2 separate regions of the Arachis hypogaea genome follow, and region 1 is linked to region 2. Evidence: chromatin contacts called from public Hi-C data. All regions are on one chromosome and are shown on one strand. Each heading gives the region's core, a stretch centred on a gene start, on an enhancer-like site or on the middle of the called end of the contact. The rest is flanking DNA. Distances are from core to core; before and after follow the strand shown.

Evidence for each region. Hi-C and Micro-C count contacts between places; a contact is called where the count stands out from the background.
Region 1: a Hi-C map of leaf shows a contact between it and region 2, with 2.4 times the contacts expected there. The contact joins the promoter of LOC112791144 here to the enhancer-like site in region 2. A contact is called at or near these places in 2 of 8 Hi-C or Micro-C datasets (leaf and an unstated tissue).

The regions. Positions count from the first base shown.
Region 1 is chr3:121,472,888-121,477,089 of arahy.Tifrunner.gnm2.J5K5, forward strand. It overlaps LOC112791144 (RING-H2 finger protein ATL78), which reads left to right and starts at 2,028. Exons shown (of 3, transcript XR_011880265.1): 1 at 2,028-2,681. LOC140183850 (a long non-coding RNA gene) reads right to left here and starts at 3,760. Exons shown (of 3, transcript XR_011880266.1): 1 at 3,621-3,760; 2 at 2,425-2,663; 3 at 1,705-2,319.
Region 2 is chr3:121,427,104-121,431,307 of arahy.Tifrunner.gnm2.J5K5, forward strand. No RefSeq gene overlaps it. Among protein-coding and RNA genes, the nearest start is that of LOC140182750, 9.8 kb to the left of the region's middle. Within about 2 kb of position 2,453, at least 2 of the 3 cell types and tissues checked have open chromatin away from gene starts, as enhancers often do.

The sequences.
Region 1 (4,202 bases), core at 778-3,277, 45 kb after region 2:
AAAAATAACTCTTTTATTTTGGGTCGTGAAATAAGTCTCAACTTTAGCTAAAAAAGAATGCCCTTTTTTGGGACCCTTTCCCGTTGGCAGGTATACGGACAAGGCCACTTTGTCCTGATCCTTTTCAGTGGGACCCAAAAAGATGGCACATTCTAGAGAACCAACGGTAACGGAGGGATACCACATTTTTCAAGCTATTTAGTATTTACTGTGTATTTAAGGAAACCCTTAAATTTAAATTATATTTTATATAATTAATTGTATGTGGATTAATTTATGTCTAGATAACTGAGTTAGTTGAAAAATGGTTATTAGATCATCTATTCTATTTAAATAGTATGAACAAAATTGGTTTACTAAAAGCTAAGATATATATATGATCATGAAATGATTGTTTATATCTGTTGTTATTACTAATTGACACTCATGTAGTTGATTTCATAAACTTATAAAATTAATAATTGATTATATTCTTTTAATAATTATTTATCTCAATAAAAAATTTTAGATGATAATAAAAAAGTTTGAGAAAATTAATACAAATGATTATGCTAAATATATATTAAAATTAATTATTAATATAAAATATATATTAAAAATAAATTATATATTTATATATAAATATATAATAATTAATTTTGCTAATGAGTTGTATCTCAAATAGTATAATTTAAGAAGTTACTTGTTTTAGAAAAATTCAAAAAAGTAAAAAGATATATAAAAAAAATCCACGTACACATAATTTCCTGAAAGAACTAACACAAGAAAAATTAAGAGGAGATACTCTCTTAATTGAGTTATAAATTATTGTCCAAATTACTATCAAATTTTATCTTCTAAATTGATTATATTCTTGTCTTAAAATTAATTTAGGTAGAAGTCAAAAATAAAATAATGTTCCAGTGATTTGTTAGTCAGCATATGTAGAAAACTTTGTTATCATTACTTCTCTATGAAATTGACAAACATAATTCACTTTTTTAATGTTAAAATAACTTTAACTTAAATTAATAATAAAAAATTAGTTTATTCTCCAAATTATTTTACAAACTGATAAACATCACATAATAGTATTGTTGATAGAATTGAGAATACGAGTTATAAGAAAATTGTTATAAAAAATTAAATTTATTTCAAATTATAGTGTTTTGTAATAAAAATTGCATATTAATACAAAATAATCACATTTTATAACACTATATATATATTGTTATAATTTTTTTAACAAAAATATATGTTATTACGAAATTCAAAGTCTTTTTCAAGTAAGTTTAGATTGATGATTTGAATTATTTTGATTTGTGATTTGGATGGTATTGGATATAGATTTGATCAAAAGTGATTAGGTGAATAAGAATAAACTACTCCATATAGTATGACTTTTGTTTTTCCTTTTTTTTAAGGGCATGGTCACAATTGATGCTTGTTGAATTAGTTTAGTTTGTTACAGGTTACAGCAAATTATCCTACACTGTGTTTCTACATAAATTGCTGGACCCTAAAACTATTTATGTATGTTTTAATTCTTTCAAAAACCGCAACAGCGTTTCTACTTTGTATACGTTTCAATGTAATCGGCAACTTTCTATAGCATTTCTACTTTATATACATTTTAATACTCTATAGTAGATTATGTACATATTGTAAATTATTTATTACACTTTATAGCAGTTTATATATATTAAAAAAACATAAACACATAACTTATTTCAAAAAGTTACAATTGGATAAATTTCAAAATGCAGTACCACCCGGCTTCTCATGGTTGGTTTAAAGTGGGATTGATAACTGAGTAGTGGAGCATCCATGTGCTTCCAAATCCTTCTCTATTAACAAAACCCAACATAATCATAAAAATTATATTTTGTTTGTCTCAAGCTGGAGGCTAGCTAGCTAGACCCCGCTAGGAATATTCTAATCACCAATTAAGCATTGATCACCAAGTAATTAAGTTGCCTATATATAAGGGAAGCAACCCTGAAGGCTGTAGCTAACTAACTCATAATTCATAAAGAAAAAACGCAACCATGTATGCTTCAACTTCCTTCACTTCACACATAGTTCATGACCTTGTCATACAATCTCACTCAAGAAGGTTACTCATGCTCCCAAATCCACTTGCTCATCACGATTCCTCACCACCTCCAACAAGCGATTTATACCTCGGAAACAGTTCTTTCGATGCCAACGTTGTCATGGTCCTCTCCGTCCTCCTATGCGCACTTATTTGCTCCTTAGGATTGAACGCAATCATAAGGTGTGCTTTGAGGTGTTCCGATTTGGTAATCAACGACTCATCATCGTCGTCAAATCCTAGCCCTTCATCATCATCAAGTAGTCGATTGGCCAACACGGGAATCAAGAAGAAAGCTTTGAAGACTTTTCCGATAATCACATACGAGTCAACTGAGTTAAACAAAGTACCTGGTTTGGACACCGAGTGTGTGATATGCCTCTCGGACTTCACAAATGGTGAAAAGTTGCGCATTCTGCCAAAATGCAACCATGGCTTCCATGTTAGCTGCATTGACAAGTGGCTCACTTCTCATTCATCTTGCCCCAAGTGCAGACACTGCCTAATTCACACGTGCCAAAAGATTGTTGGCGGAACTACTCATCATCCTCCTCCTCTTCTACCTCAAACCATTATAAGGATTGAACCACTGGACCCAGAAACCATGGTGCGTAATTATATATAGATAGCAACCAAACTAAATTAGTATGCATAGAACTTTGTTACGGTTCTGTTCTGTTCAGTGAAGCCAAAGGCTATATAGCTAATTAGCTACTCAACACCAATATTCACCCATAAACAATAGGTGGTGGTAGTTGGTGATGAAAATTATGTTTATTTATTTTATTTTTATTTTTTTTTTCACTTAGGATGCTTGTTCTTTTTGGAAAAGAAAAAATGAAGAGATCATCAAATTGTAACTGCATATTCTTTTTGGTTTCAATTACCTTTAATAAGGTTTAATTGCTGAGAAAATTAAAATTGAAGTAGTACCTAAGCTTTAATTTGTTGTCCAAATAATCAAGTTATGGTGGTCAACTGGTGATGGCTGCTCAAGTAATTGGCCGTTGTAATTTCGACCGAGTAATATTCCAAATCGATTAGCGTTTTAACGTAATAACAAATGCTTGCCTCGGCCATATTAGATATAACATTATCTTTTTTCAGTACTGGTCTGCTTCTTATTAATTATTACTATTATATTATTTTTATAACCCCAATGGATTTCACTTTTTAGTATTAGGTGTTCTGGTTGATACAAATGATATAACAGAGTAAGTTTATTTTAATACACATGATTTAACAGAGTAACAGAGCAATCAGAAGTTCAAAACCATATGATACAAATTTGCAAATTTGTAAATTTTCAACCATCAGCAACCAGCAAATTCAAGAGTACAAGACAGATCTATCAACAACAGGAAATTACAATTTACAAAACATTCAGAACCAAACTTCAAACCAAGACCGAAGAAGAAGAATTGAAGAAAAATGGAACAAAAATTGAAGAAGAATACCGAAGAAGAAGACCGAAGAACAACAATTTCGGAACTTCAAACCAAGAAGACCGAGCCCTCAGTGAAGATGAAGAGGAGAAGCCACTAACCTGGGTTCCATGCCGAGAAGCCAGTGAAGATGAAGAGAACATGCCGAGCAACTGGGTTCTGGACACGGGGAAGAGGAAGAAGCGGCGGCGCTGAGGACCTGGGGACGGCGGCGGCGCTGACGACCTGGGACCGGCGGCGGCGAAAAAGGGCTAGGGTTCCCTTTGCTTCAGAGTTCAGAGTTCTCCAATCCAGGGTGTGAGTGAGTGACGAATGAATTGGGGGAATAAGGGTTGGTTCACACTTCACGGATCTGTTTCGTTTTTTTAACAAATAGAAAACGGCGTCGCTTTATTCGAACCGGTCGGTTACCGGTTCGGTCCAACCGACCGGTTCTCGGCCGATTCGATGGTTTTTGTACGGTTTTTCTTCCAACGGTTTTGGATAATGGACCGGACCGTTTATAGTAATGGTTTTTGTGGCTTCTGCATTTAGCATAGTCCAAAGTTTTTTATCGGAAAAAAAATAGAAGGAATGAAACAGAAAAACACACAGGCACACACACCCTATTCTGCATAATCTGATTTAAACACTTTTGATTCTCTTTGGTTCTTTTCGGAGGCCAAATCTGTGCATTTTTACAG
Region 2 (4,204 bases), core at 1,203-3,702:
TTCCATTTTTAAAATAAGGCCACCCTCCATAACATATTTCCAACCATTTCAGGAACCACACCAAATCAAAAGCCTTTTTACGAGAGATTCAAAATCATTCCTTCTAAAACGGATTTGGTAACAAAAGTTCCTCGACAGAGCCTCAAGACTTTAGAGGAGAATAACATAACTCATTTCCTCAAATTCGTTTAAAATTCTGTAAAACCTTAATTTTCTTGATTTGAATAAATAAGAATAAGAATAGAATTTAAACCAAACAAAGTCGTGTAATCAGTTACTCCAACTACATTTTAAAAATCCTTTCTTCTACTTAAACTAAAACCAATTTCAACCCCATGTTAAAAATCTGAAACGTTTCCACCGGCTCGGAAATTATTTTAGTTTTCTAAATCAGAACTTTAAAGAATACTTTAAACTTTTCCCAAAATGTCATAAAAATAAGGTTTATCAATCAAGATTCAGATTCTTTCAAAACCACTGAAACTCCTCCAATTGAACTCCTCAAGTTAATTTCAAAGACATAAATCCTTTTCACCTTTAAAACAGCTTACGACACAAGTTTCTCCTAAATGTCTTGCATCCAAAAGTAAAAATACTTTTCTTAAGAAACAAAGATGAATCATAGTTCTCTTTTCAATATAATTCATTTCGAAACACAATTCATCACCTTTGTAAATAGTTCAAGTAAAATAGTACAAGTCTTAGACTCATGACTCTCCAAATAACATTTCGAATAGAATTCTTGGAGTTTCACAGAAATTTCGGTAGCACCTCCCCAAAAACATGGACTTTGCCACCCTTTCCGGGTCCCAACCAAACCATTCCGCAACTCTCTTTATCGGGTTCCAAATTAAATCAGTTCAAAATCAAATTATTTCCAAGAGTGCATCATTATCAGATTTCAAGAGCACCAATTCAAACTCAAATCAATTTCCAACAGAGTATACTCAATTTCAAAGCTTTTATAAAATAACTTTAAGGAAGCATTTCAAGAATAGTCCATTTCACAAAACTGAATAATAACCCAGCCAATCAAGCATTCATATTCATCCAAGATAACCAACAATTACATAAGACTTATATAATCACTGAAAGATTCATTTTCTCACGTCAATATCCATATATAATAATTCCAATTCATAAAATATGATTTTCTGAAAAGGCCCCTATCTCGATGTTGCAATTAAAAGAAACCGGAGGCAAAATTATGGCGAGACAGCTGGCTAGATCACTACTAACCACTCAACAAGTTCAACCGAGATAGCAGCAGCCTTGCATTTTAACACAATCAGGACAGCAGCTGCGTTAACTCTCACAGCGGTAACCATAGTTGTAGCAAAATAGGGGATCCAAATTGGATAGGAAATAAAAACAATTACTGCCTCAAAACAAGGTATATACCATAATCGCTCAGAACAAGCATAACAGTGACAAAAAAAAAAACACATGTAAATAAACCGTAATCAAGGAAAAGATCACTCCAGAAATAAAAAAGCAGCATCGGACTCACCGACAGCAACTCTAGCAGATCCGTAATAGCACTAATGCCAGTATTCCAGATGATTACAGTAGACAAACAGGTGAAGAAAGGGGATGAATTAAATTAGAGATACATGCTACCATGATTAAAATAGGAACATAACAGGGAACAAAATTTAAAACAGAACAAGGGCGAAAGGGTTTATGGTTTCAAAATTGAGTAAATTGAAATCAGAACAAGGAGGATGCTACTGGCCAAGTTGAAATATGGTGGTGGCAGCTTGCTTTCCCTAATGACAAACAAGAATGACGGCGGCACCTAAGAATTCCGGCGGCGATGACGATCCCCTTTCTCTCCCTCAGTTGTGTTCTGGCTCATCGCTCTTCTTCCTCTCACGTGCAGCAGCAGTATCATCGACCAAGGTTTGGTGGTGGAGACACCATCAACCGCAGTGAAACGCGGCAGCTATGGAAGCTTCGACAGTGACTGGCCACGATTCTGGCTCCCTTCTCGTGCGTCTCCTCTCTCCTGGCGAAGCCCCATTGACGGCGATGACAGAATGATGGCGGTTATTGGCGTGACAGCAGCGACTGGATGCAGCCCCTCCAACTCGCATTTTCTCCCTCCTTCCGGTGACCGTGATGCGGCTCGATGCTCCATGGACGGCAGCGACGAGACACGAGCTCTCTCTCTCTCTCTCTCTCTCTCGCGACGACGGCCCCAAGCCCATGACCTTCTCACTCACGAGCCATCTCTCTTCGTTGGCGTTGGTGGCAGCAGCGAAATGGGTTCGACAATGAGGCGTGGTGGCGCGGCGGCGAGGCGTGGTGGCAACGCCCTTCCTCCCTCTGGATCTCCCTTCCCCGTTTCCCTCTTCTCCCTTTCTTTCTTGGACAATTATAAGGTACAGATGTATATATACATATATTCTCTTTAGTTGAATACAAAAGTGACATGTGGATCTATGCTAAGAATTGGGGGGGACAACTTGATCATCTTTCTGAGCAGCTTGCAGTGTTTGCAGGGCTCGTTTATATAGTTCCGTATTGAAGCTAAGCTGGTGGAAACATGAATGGGCTTATCATTGTTGGGCTATTATTTTGTTATTGAAATATTGTGTGGGTTTCATCACTTAAATCAAAATGCTGTTGGACATCACTTATTTTTGGATCATATTAACTGATGCTATGCATATCACTTTTTTTTTTAATTTTTTTTTGCCATATGTGTTTATATTTATGAATGTAAAAATTATATTTTGTATAAATATAAATTCTAATTTATTATGATATTTTATTGAATAAGTACTTATGTAATAACAATTATGTTATATTATAATTTTTTATCATAATAATATAAATTTTAAATTTATTGTAGAGTCAAAATATAAAGTGTATATTACACTGTAACATTTAAATTAATATAAAATATTGAAAAAAGATTTATTAGGTTGTTTGAATCAACAAAATAAAATAAACATAACAGCAATACAATTGTTTTAAGAGACTTGTGTAAAAAACTAATATTAATATGCATTTACAGATAAAGAAATTTTGAATGAGTTTAACTCTCTTCAATTCTAGAAAAATTATGCTTCGAGTTAAAAAATTATGGCCTATAAATGAAGCGGACTTAAACAGATCAACCCATTTAATTCGCTCAGTTAATTTAATTTTCTTCACTTAACTTAAAATTTTGAATTATAAAATTTTTAATTTGAAATTTAAATAGATATAATTTACATGAATGATTAAATTTAAGGTTTAATTATTCTGTTGATCTCTATAATTTCATAAAATTTTTAATTAAGTCCTTATATTTTTTTTCTTTTTAATTGGGTTCTTGTACCAATTTTGTTTCAATTAGGTCCCTCTTAGTAGTAATTTTCTTAATTGCATAGGGACCCATCTAAAAAAAATTAGTACAAGAACTCAAATAAAAGGGAAAAAATGGTGTAGAGACTCAATTGAAAAAAAACTTAGTGCAGAGACCCAATTAAAAGGAAAAAAAGTATAGGAATCTAATTGAAAATTTCGAAAAATTATAGAGACCAACAGAGTAATTAAACCTAAGTTTAATTGAGTTAATAGTCAAATTAGTTCCTGAAAGGCGAGACATTCTTTAAATTCTGTAGAGACTCAATTGAAAAAAAAATAGTGCAGAGACCCAATTAAAAAGAAAAAAAAAGTATAGGGACCTAATTGAAAATTTTGCAAAATTATAGAACCAACAGAGTAATTAAACCTAAGTTTAATTGAGTTAATAGTCAAATTAATCCCTGAAAGCAAAGGCGGAACATTCTTTAAATTCATCCCTAAAAGATTTTTTCCATCAAATTGATCCTTTAAAGATTACAAATTAATCATATATTTACCCTTCAGTGATTTCATTAACAATTTTCCTCAACGATTAATAATAAAAATATTAATTAACAACATACATAATATTTGACATAAATAATTAGATTTTAACTAGATATATTTATCAAAATCTATTAATTTAGTTTATTTTTTCAATTACATAAACTATATTTTCAATATAACTTAATAACTAAATTGATAAATTTTCATAAACATGTTTGGTCAGTATTTAAATAAAAATTGTTAATGAAGTTATCGAATGACAAATCTATCTATTCTATTATATAAAAATCGGGTTTTTGCACTTAATGATAAAGTTGACATGGCATACTTTTAAAAGTATTTTCTGATTTATTTCTTTTAA